Regions from separate parts of the Sus scrofa genome. Here all the other regions are linked to region 1. A link is a contact called in public promoter capture Hi-C data. All regions are on one chromosome and are shown on one strand. The core of a region is the stretch at or near the end of the contact, and the rest is flanking DNA. Distances in the headings are between cores, read along the strand shown.

Region 1 (2,870 bases), core at 298-2,797:
GTCCAGCTTGATCACGCGAAAACGGGAGCTACAAGTGGTAGGGGGCTGCGATGGGGCGGCAGTCCCCGGCCCGGCGGAGGGGCCTGCGACAGGGGGCACGCCGGGGGCCCCCGAAGAGTGGGCCGAGGTGGCGGCCGATGCCAGGGTACTGGCCAGCACCCCAGCCACGCTCCGGGTCGAAAGGGCTCCTCCTCCGTTAGCGGGAGCGGTCGCCGCGGCCGCCAGCTGCCCGTCCAGGAGGAGGTTGGGGGAGACGGTCCCAGGGGTCTCCGCATCCCCAACATTGTTGAGCGTCTCTTCGGAGGAGCTGCGCTCGCAGACTTCCTCGGGCCCGTAATCCGTGGCCCGAGAAACGTCGAATATCTCGGAGGAGACGTCCTCTGTGCGTGACTCGTCCGGGTCGTCCAGGCTCTCAGTGTCCTCAGTGATGCTAGTGGCCACCTGGGCCGTGGTGACACTGGTTATCTGGAAGCAGCTCTTCTTCTTGGCCGGCATCTTGGACATGGTGAGGAAGGCTGGAGAGCAGAGTGGCACGGCGGCTCCTCTGCGATCTTGCCGGAAACCAGGAAGGGCAGAGCACCGGCCCCCAAAGACAAAGTCCGGGTCCGCACCGGGGTCTGAGGCCCGACGCTGTTACGAGTCACGGGCTGATCTGGGCACCGGCTGCTCGGTGAGACATCCTCCTCCCGTTTCCTTCTCGATGTCGGTTTCTCCGGCTCTGCCCGGGTCTCACTCGCGCGGCGGCTCCTCCTTCCTTCTCGCCTCCCGCAGCCGCGGCGCCTCAATTCAATACCCCCAGTAGCGGCGAGAGCGCGTTTCCAGGGGCGGGCCGGCTGCTTCCTCCTCTTGTCTCCGGGCTGCCGTGGTCAGTCCAGCTCGGCGCTCGGCGCGGTCAGCAGGCCTTGGCTGGGGGTGGGAGTGGGAGGGCGAAGGGGAGGAGGCGGCGGCGGCGGCGGCGGCGTGAGGGGCGGTGCTGCCCCGCTCCGGCTCCTAGAGCCAGTGCCGGCGTCAGCTCCGAGCTCTCGGACGCCGAGGGTGGACGGAGAAAGAGTGGCGAGTCCGGAGCCGGGATTCCTGATTCAGCCAGGCGCCGCGGGCGGGCGGCGGAGCTTCGGCGCGGGCGGGCGGCCCTCCCTCCCCGGCTCTAGCCGGAGCTCAACCCCAGGGACATGTCGACCGTCTCTGGCGGAAACCCGCTCCGGGGGAGGAGAAAGCCGGCTCGGTCCTCCCCTTACACAGGGGGAGCCACCCCCGCAGGCGGGCGGCGGCGGCGGTCTCGGCCTCCCCTCGCGGCTCTTGAGAGAGTGAGGGGCGGCGGCCGGCTAGCCGGCGAGCGGCGGCGCTCCAGCTGTGTGAGGTAGCGGCGGTAGCTTCTTAGGCTTCTCCTCGGTGCGCCCAGTTCGCAGGTCCTGGAGAAACTGAAATTCAAACTGCTGAAGCGACGGCTGCAGCTCCCTCCCCTCGGCCAAGATGGGGCTGAAATGGCCGCGCCAAGGATGCTGGGAGTAGCAGCAGCCCCGCTGCTGCCGCCGCTGCTGCCGACTAAAATGCCGCCGCGCCGCAGCCACCGCCAGCGCCGCAGCCGCCGTTCCGTGACGCACCGGCGTCGTGACGTCACCGCCCCGCCTCCTCCGGTTTCCTGCAGTTTCGCGTGGAGGCTGGGGGGGCAATGGGCGGGGCTAAAGGTTAAGAAAGGGGAGCGGTTTTTTATTTAAAAATTTTTTTTATATTTTGCTCTTTCGGTCTTTAAGAGTTGAACAACTAAAAACTCTAAAATTCCAAGCCTAGAGAAACTTCCAGCCGCGCCAATCGAATGTTTTTATATCAGTTTTTTCCAAGACACTGGAAGACTGGAGATCATGTGCTTACTGTGTCTAATGTTTAGCAAAATCTTAGTGAAACAAGGTGATGGGAATGGGGGTTGGGGTATTTAACTAGAATAAAGAGGGAGGCGGCTGGAGGAACCGAATCACCTAAAAAGTCTTTCCTGAAAATAAATGTTATCTATTATAGTCAGAGGAGTGAAATGTTGAGAGAAATGGGGATGATTAACCAAGAATAGCAAGCCAGACTGAGTCAGAAAAAGGATCTTTCAGCCAGAAATTCTGTCTCAGGCAATGGCATCAGAAGATGGTTACTTGCCCAGGCTGAGGTCAGTTTAAAAAAAGATTAGAGGTTACCAACATATTCCTAATTTTCTTGAGTTTGTTGTGATTCCAGCATCGAAGAGTTCATTTAAACATCTTGAGACTGTTTTTACTTTCAGCATGAAATCAGCTTATGGGCTCCATAAATGTAGAACCTACTGCGTTAAATAGTTGTAGTTCTTTCTTTTGTTTATTCTAAAACTCTTAGTAGGAGCCAGAGTGTTAGATGGTTTGGATTGGGCCATGAACAATCAGAAAACGTTAGAAAGCACCCTTTCCTGTCCAGAAGTAGCTATGAAAGTAGTGGAGAATTTATCACCGTTTAGTTCCTTTCTGGTAGAAGAAAATGGTAAGGGCCATTTTTATAAACAGATAAAAAATGGTGAGGAAGGGGACTCTTGAACTTTGGACATACATCATTTAGGTAAAATCTAAGATGTCTTGATGTAAATCAAAATTTCCTCATGATGACTGACATAAATCAGTTAATCATTGTACTCAGTTCTCTAATTTTTGAAGAATAAAAATACTTTTTATCCCTAAGAATGTTCTGATAATTAAAATTTACAGTTTTTTTTAAGGCCCTCAGTTGTAAATAAAATACAGAGATATGTCATTTACCAGTAGAAACCATGCCCTCCAAACCCAAGTGACTGAAGACAGGATGTGAAATAAGACCACATAATAACATCCCTGTTTCTTAAGGGGGTGGGGGGGGAATAA
Region 2 (3,044 bases), core at 272-2,771, 180 kb before region 1:
AAAAAAAAATATGCAGAGGAAAAAAATCAAAACGGTCAAGCCATAATTCCCATTTAGTATCATACATGATGATATATGCCAGGCACAGAGTAAACAGTACAGGGAATGAATTTTTTTCATTCAGAAAGAAATTGCAGGGTTTTTAGTTTTCACTCCAAAAATAAACACCATCCTATTTTCTGATTCTCTTCAAACGTTACTTAAATTGATTTAATTTTAAAGATTTGCTTAGACTCCAAAGATTAAGCAAAAAACTAGTTGGGTAAGTAGAAAATCTAAACTTTAGTACCGTTACATTAAAATATGAAGTTTGAAAAAAGATGATTTTAAATGCTTTATGGCCTCTAATCTGACCATCCTATACTGAAATAAAGTCATCTTTTGAGATACAGGTTCTAATTTCCACAATTTTACAATTTTGGTTTTTATTTTTAATCTGAGCCTTTCAAACCTTCTCCAACACCACTTACCTTAGCATGTGCATTACTGCTCTGCTTCCAATACTTAACTAGGTAACAACAAAACCACTTACAGAACACCGTCGAAAACCGCCGGGTTGGGGGTGAAAAGGGTTGTTTCCTCTAATTTTCTGAATGTCCAAGAGATTTGAAAGGTAGAAAGAGATGCCAGAGCAGGGAACTCCCTGGAGGTGCGAGTAAGAGGAATGGGGGAGAAGACCCAGTTGTCTGGGAGCGAGCGGTAGTCAGAAGAGCGAGGTGCTCCTTTGCAAAGACATTTTGGAAACTGCAAACTGAGAACGAGCCTCCCGGACCCATCCATGCCTATTAGCTGTCAGAATCCCTATTCCCTCACCCGACAGTCACCCCGGCAGATCCTGGAGAAAAAGGCGTTTGTCGCTAGCAGGTCCCCCCCAACGACCTGAGTTAACCTTCACCAAACGGGGCAGCGACGCCACCTGGCAAAACCCGCGAAAGGCTAGGAGAAAAGTGAACCAAGTGACAAACGCTGGAAGCTCCTGCGCCGACACTGCGCCGACTCATGCCCACCACCGCAGAAAGCCGGGTAGCCATGGCGTGACGCCGCCGCCCGGTGCTCCAAGCGTCCCCGCGTCTGCGCCTTTCAGCATTTAACCTTCTTGTGTCCTCTTTCCCCACTCCTCCCACTGTATAAAGCAAAAGAGAAGTGAGCGGTTGTGCTTGGAGGCAAGGAGGGCGGCCTGGCCATTTCCGAGAAGAGCTCGGGAGAGGGCAAGCAGCGGAAGGCTGCTGGCGCCGTTCTTCCGGACCAGGGACGGTTAAGTCCTCTGGGCCGTGAAGCAGGGGCCTCGAGTAGTGAAAGGCGCCGGGCAGAGGAACACCGGCGCGGCTGGGGCCCGGCACATATACTCACCATATCTGGAATTTGAGCAGCGGCCCCGTGGCGTACTGCATCTTTAATCTCTTGCCAGGCACGCCTCCCATGTTGGCCGAGGCATCGCTCCGGACCACCGCCGACGCCGCCACCAGGAAAAGTAGCAGAAGCCTCATCATAAACGTGCCAGCCACTCCAGCCGCCCTCACACTAAGACTGCAGCCAGCCCAAGGCCGAGCCGGAGCCGCGAGCTGCTCCCCACCGCGCAGGCGCGATCCGCCAAGGTCGGGTAGGGAAGCAGGAATGCGCCTGCGTGTTCCGGCGCCCGCGCACGCTCTGGGAGGGAGAGCTGACCTGTTTCACGGTCCTGACCCACCATCTTGGATGTTTGCAGAGGCTCTGGGATAGAGTGAGATGATTAGGGAGGGACCTAAACAGCTGGTGGGACGTCAACGTAGCCTATTAATTATACCTCCTGACTACACCTGAGTTCCACATACACTTTCATGTAATTCGGACATTTATCTCCCTTGAGGCACTTAGGGACAGCTGTTTAACAGCTTTGATTCACGTGTGGGAGATACAAGAGAAAGCCTACGCCTTAAGATACATAATGTTTCACTCTTTGGTTGCGTGCTGCAGCCTTTTGTTTAAACTTGCAATATTGCTCTCGCCTAGAAGAATTTTTTTTGAAGACCTTTGGAAATCTTCAAATACAAGAAAATAATTACCTTAACTTGTCAACGACCTTTAACAATTACTGGCATTTGGGTATCTTACTTCTGTATAGCTCTAACCACTTCTCCACCAGAGAAGAAAATATCAGACATATTACCTCATCTATAGATTTTTAAAAGCATGTATCTCTAAAAGATATTCTTTTGGTGGTATTCTTGACCACAATACAATACCACCTTAAAAAAATTATTACTTAGTACCAAAATATTCACTGTTTAAATTTCCTGTCTTAATGTTTATTTTTTTATTGTTCATTTGTTCAAATCGGGACCAAAATTAAGTCTCAAAATTAATAAATGTCAGTCATTCTGGATCATTTAGCCCAGGTATTACAGTTATAAAATACATCAGTTATGAGTTCAAGAAACAGTAAGTTCTCAATAAATGCATATTCCTATAGTTCCTAATAGCCAATAACTTGAATGTAAGCACATGAACAAAAATTGTTTCCTAGGAGTTCCTATTGCAGCTCAGCAGGTTAAGAACCAACTAGTATCCATGAGGAGGCTGATTCAATCCCTGGCCTTGCTTAGTGGGTTAAGGATCTGGCATTGTGGGGAGCTGTGGTGTAGGTCTCAGATCCAGCTTGGATCTGGCTTGCTGTGGCTGCAGCGTAGACTTGCAGCTGCAGCTCTGATTCAACCCCTAGCCTGGGAACCTCCATATGCTGTGAGTGCGGCCCTAAAAAGAAAAAAAAAAAAAGTTTTCTAGTTCCTAGGAGTTCTCTTGTGGCACAGTGAGTTAAGGATTGGTTTTATCCCTGCAGGGGCTTGGGCTACTGGGTTTTATCCTTGGCCTGGGAACTTACATATGCTACAGGCACAGCCAAAAAAAAAGAAAAAAATTGTTTCCTAATTTAAGGATATAAAGTCAAAACACTTCATAATAGGGAGTTCGCATTGTGGCTCAGTGGTTAACGAATCCGACTAGGAACCATGAGGTTGTGGGTTCGATCCCTTGCCTTGCTCAGTGGGTTAAAGATCCAGCATTACCGT
Region 3 (2,700 bases), core at 35-2,534, 200 kb after region 1:
ACTCAGGGAAGGTCAAACAATATGCGGAGGGAATCAGAGGGGATTGTACCTGGGAGGGCCCTGCAGGATCCTGTTTGGCTTCCATATCCCCTTTTCTTTGATACTCCTCAATCCTGAGGGAAATAGGGGTAGAACAAGAAAGGGAAAAAAGTTTTGGAAGGAGAGGTTAATCATAAACTTGGAGGGGAACTCAGTTTTAGGGGGACTCGGTTTCAATAGGGATCTCAACCTGTTAATGATTTCTGCCAAGATTATTAATTATTTAATGACAGACCAAAGAACAGAACCCAGCCTTCCTTATTCCTTGCTCTGTTATCCCAAATGAGCCAGCTTCCTGAAATTTTCTAAGATTTCATCCCATGCATTTTCCTGCTTTGCACTGGGTTTATGGGCTCACGGTTATAGGAACATCAATGTAGTAACTGGGTGCAGGAATAACAAAAACATGATGGGCCCTATCCCGTTCTATCCCCTCCTCACCTGTGGCAGACGTCATTAATGGATGAGAGAATATTCTTCTCTGAGCGCCACCTTAATTCTCATCCTTCCCAACACATTGCTCCAGGCAGCCACTACAAAGAGTTGGCTCTGGAGTTCTCTGGTGGAGCAGTGGGTTAAGGATTTGGTATTGTCACATCTGCGGTACAGGTTCAATTCCTGACCCAGGATTTCTGCATGCCATGGGCACAGCCAAAACAAACAAACAAACAAACAAAAAACAAAGAGTTGGCTCTGAGAATGAACTGACTTGCTCTCCCTGGACACAGATGGAATAATGATGGCTACTTTGTCCTTCCTGTCCTTTCCTTTGTGTCTGGCCTTGGTTCTATACAACTATGGCCCAACATTGTGTTTCTTTTTTCACTCTGTTTGAGAGGACCTATTCTGAAAGTGGGTCCTCAGGCTGGAAGCTACTTTCATTCCCAAACAGGTTCCCAAAACACAAGACCTGTTGATTTTGCATGCTTAGAGACTTCCAAGTGATTGGCTCAAGCTTATACAACTGCGTTCATGGTGTAACAGAATCCAGTTCCGAGCTGGCTGACTCTTCGTCCAGTGCTCTTTTCACCACTCTGCCCATCTGACTCTGGGCTTTATCAGGCAGAACAGGGAAAATGTTCCTGGGACCTGACACGTGTAAACACTCCTCCATCACCCTGGCCACGGCAGCTTGCCAAGACAGGAATGAGGCCAAATTTAGTGGGTCCTTCAGCCCAGTGACCCCGGTGGAAACAATCTCCTGATATAGAACAGAGAGAGCCAGAGAAAAATGTGCTGTCCTACAAAGAACAAAGCCTGGGATGATTCATTCTCCTGATCCTGGTGATTTATCGCTGGATGTGGTCACTCATATGTGGCTGTCAGCAACTTTGCAGGAATTCTAATCTGGATGCTCGTCCTGAACACATAATTCCCCAGTTACTTCCTCATGGTTCCCAAACGTTCAGAAGTTTCCTGGGCATGCTTTCCCGGCTGTGCTCTTGGTATGTAGCCAAACAGTCTGGGGGCTTTTGGGTTACTCTTTGAGATTCTCTGGACCCTAGCTTTCTCATCCTTAAAAATCAGGACTGAATGAGCTGGTCTCAAAGATCCCTCCTGGCCCTAAAATCCTATGACAAGACACATTTAGGAAATCTTTTTAAATAGGAAAAATGTGTGTGTTTGAGTTTCTGCATCTTACAGCTTGGCTGGTTCCCTTTGCACTGATGGGACCTGGAGGGGAGCGTGGGGCAGCGCCTGGCGTGAGGCATAACCTCTGAGGAGGACCTACCAGGCTCCCAGTCCATGATGGTCCATCTCCCATTGCACCATGGAAACTGCGCCTGCTCAGATCATTCACGCTGTATTTGTTGCCAAATTCAATGTTCAAATACCTTATAAAGTGAAAGAAAATTACACAAGCACTGTGGATGTACTCTTACAAAAAATCAACGAAGCAGAATATGTGTGTGTGTGTGTGTATATCTATATCTCTATATATAGATATATAGAGATATAGATATATATATACCAAGTCATACATACATGTGTGAATGTTTACAAATATACCATTTTTAGGGGGACTTGTTCTAGGTATTTTAGTTTTATTTTTACAGAAGTGAGATCAAATGGAACACAGTCCTTTGTAAGATGATTTTTTCACTTAACAATATGTCCTAGAGCTCTTAACCACATCAGCCCACAGGGTCTTTCTTTTTAACTGCTGTGGGAGGGCCCCTATATCATGTTTTAACTACTTTTTGTTAACCACTTCTCCATTGATGGATATTTGTTTTGCTTCTAGGGTGCTGCCATTTCAAAAAAAATACTTCAATAGACTGATATTCTTGTCCACCCATTTGACCATTTCTCTAAGATAGGTATACCTCAAGCGAAACTGTTGAGTTTACAGAAATGCACATTTCAAATTTTGAAGAATTCTACCAAATGATCCTTCAATATGGTCATACCGGTGGGAATACCTCTTTCCCCCTATTCTTATTGATCTTTCATTGCTTTTTCATATTTGCCACTTCTTCGTTACTGGCAAGGTTAAGCACTTTGCATATGTTTTTTGGCCATGTATATTTCTTTCATGAATTGCCCATTTACACCCTTTGTTTATTTTTCATTTAGGTTGCCTTTTTTCCCTATCAATTTGTAGGAGTGTTAAAAATTTTTTCCAAAGCCAACTCAGGTACTCATCACCTAGTTTCAATA

The links. Promoter capture Hi-C pulls out the DNA fragments that hold promoters and counts their contacts.
Region 2: a promoter capture Hi-C map of fetal liver shows a contact between it and region 1, with 2.7 times the contacts expected there. The contact joins the promoter of SELENOT here to the promoter of TSC22D2 in region 1. A contact is called at or near these places in 1 of 5 promoter capture datasets (fetal liver), 4 of 47 Hi-C or Micro-C datasets (epiblast stem cells, heart right ventricle and liver) and 1 of 2 datasets of contacts at active chromatin or transcription factors (alveolar macrophages).
Region 3: a contact with region 1 is called in a promoter capture Hi-C map of liver, with 11 times the contacts expected there. The contact joins the enhancer-like site here to the promoter of TSC22D2 in region 1. A contact is called at or near these places in 3 of 5 promoter capture datasets (fetal skeletal muscle and liver), 20 of 47 Hi-C or Micro-C datasets (alveolar macrophages, brain, embryonic fibroblasts and 12 more) and 1 of 2 datasets of contacts at active chromatin or transcription factors (skeletal muscle).

The regions. Positions count from the first base shown.
Region 1 is chr13:90,639,172-90,642,041 of Sscrofa11.1, reverse strand. TSC22D2 (TSC22 domain family protein 2) reads right to left here and starts at 1,547. Exons shown (of 3, transcript XM_005652407.3): 1 at 1-1,547. The coding sequence starts at 504.
Region 2 is chr13:90,816,886-90,819,929 of Sscrofa11.1, reverse strand. It overlaps SELENOT (selenoprotein T), which reads right to left and starts at 1,521. Exons shown (of 5, transcript NM_001163408.1): 1 at 1,351-1,521. The coding sequence starts at 1,487. It also overlaps the pseudogene LOC102163661.
Region 3 is chr13:90,441,140-90,443,839 of Sscrofa11.1, reverse strand. No RefSeq gene overlaps it. Among named protein-coding and RNA genes, the nearest start is that of TSC22D2, 200 kb to the left of the region's middle. Within about 2 kb of position 1,284, at least 23 of the 83 cell types and tissues checked have an H3K27ac peak or open chromatin away from gene starts, as enhancers often do. A contact at or near this core is called in embryonic fibroblasts, fetal liver, liver and 1 more, where this site is marked.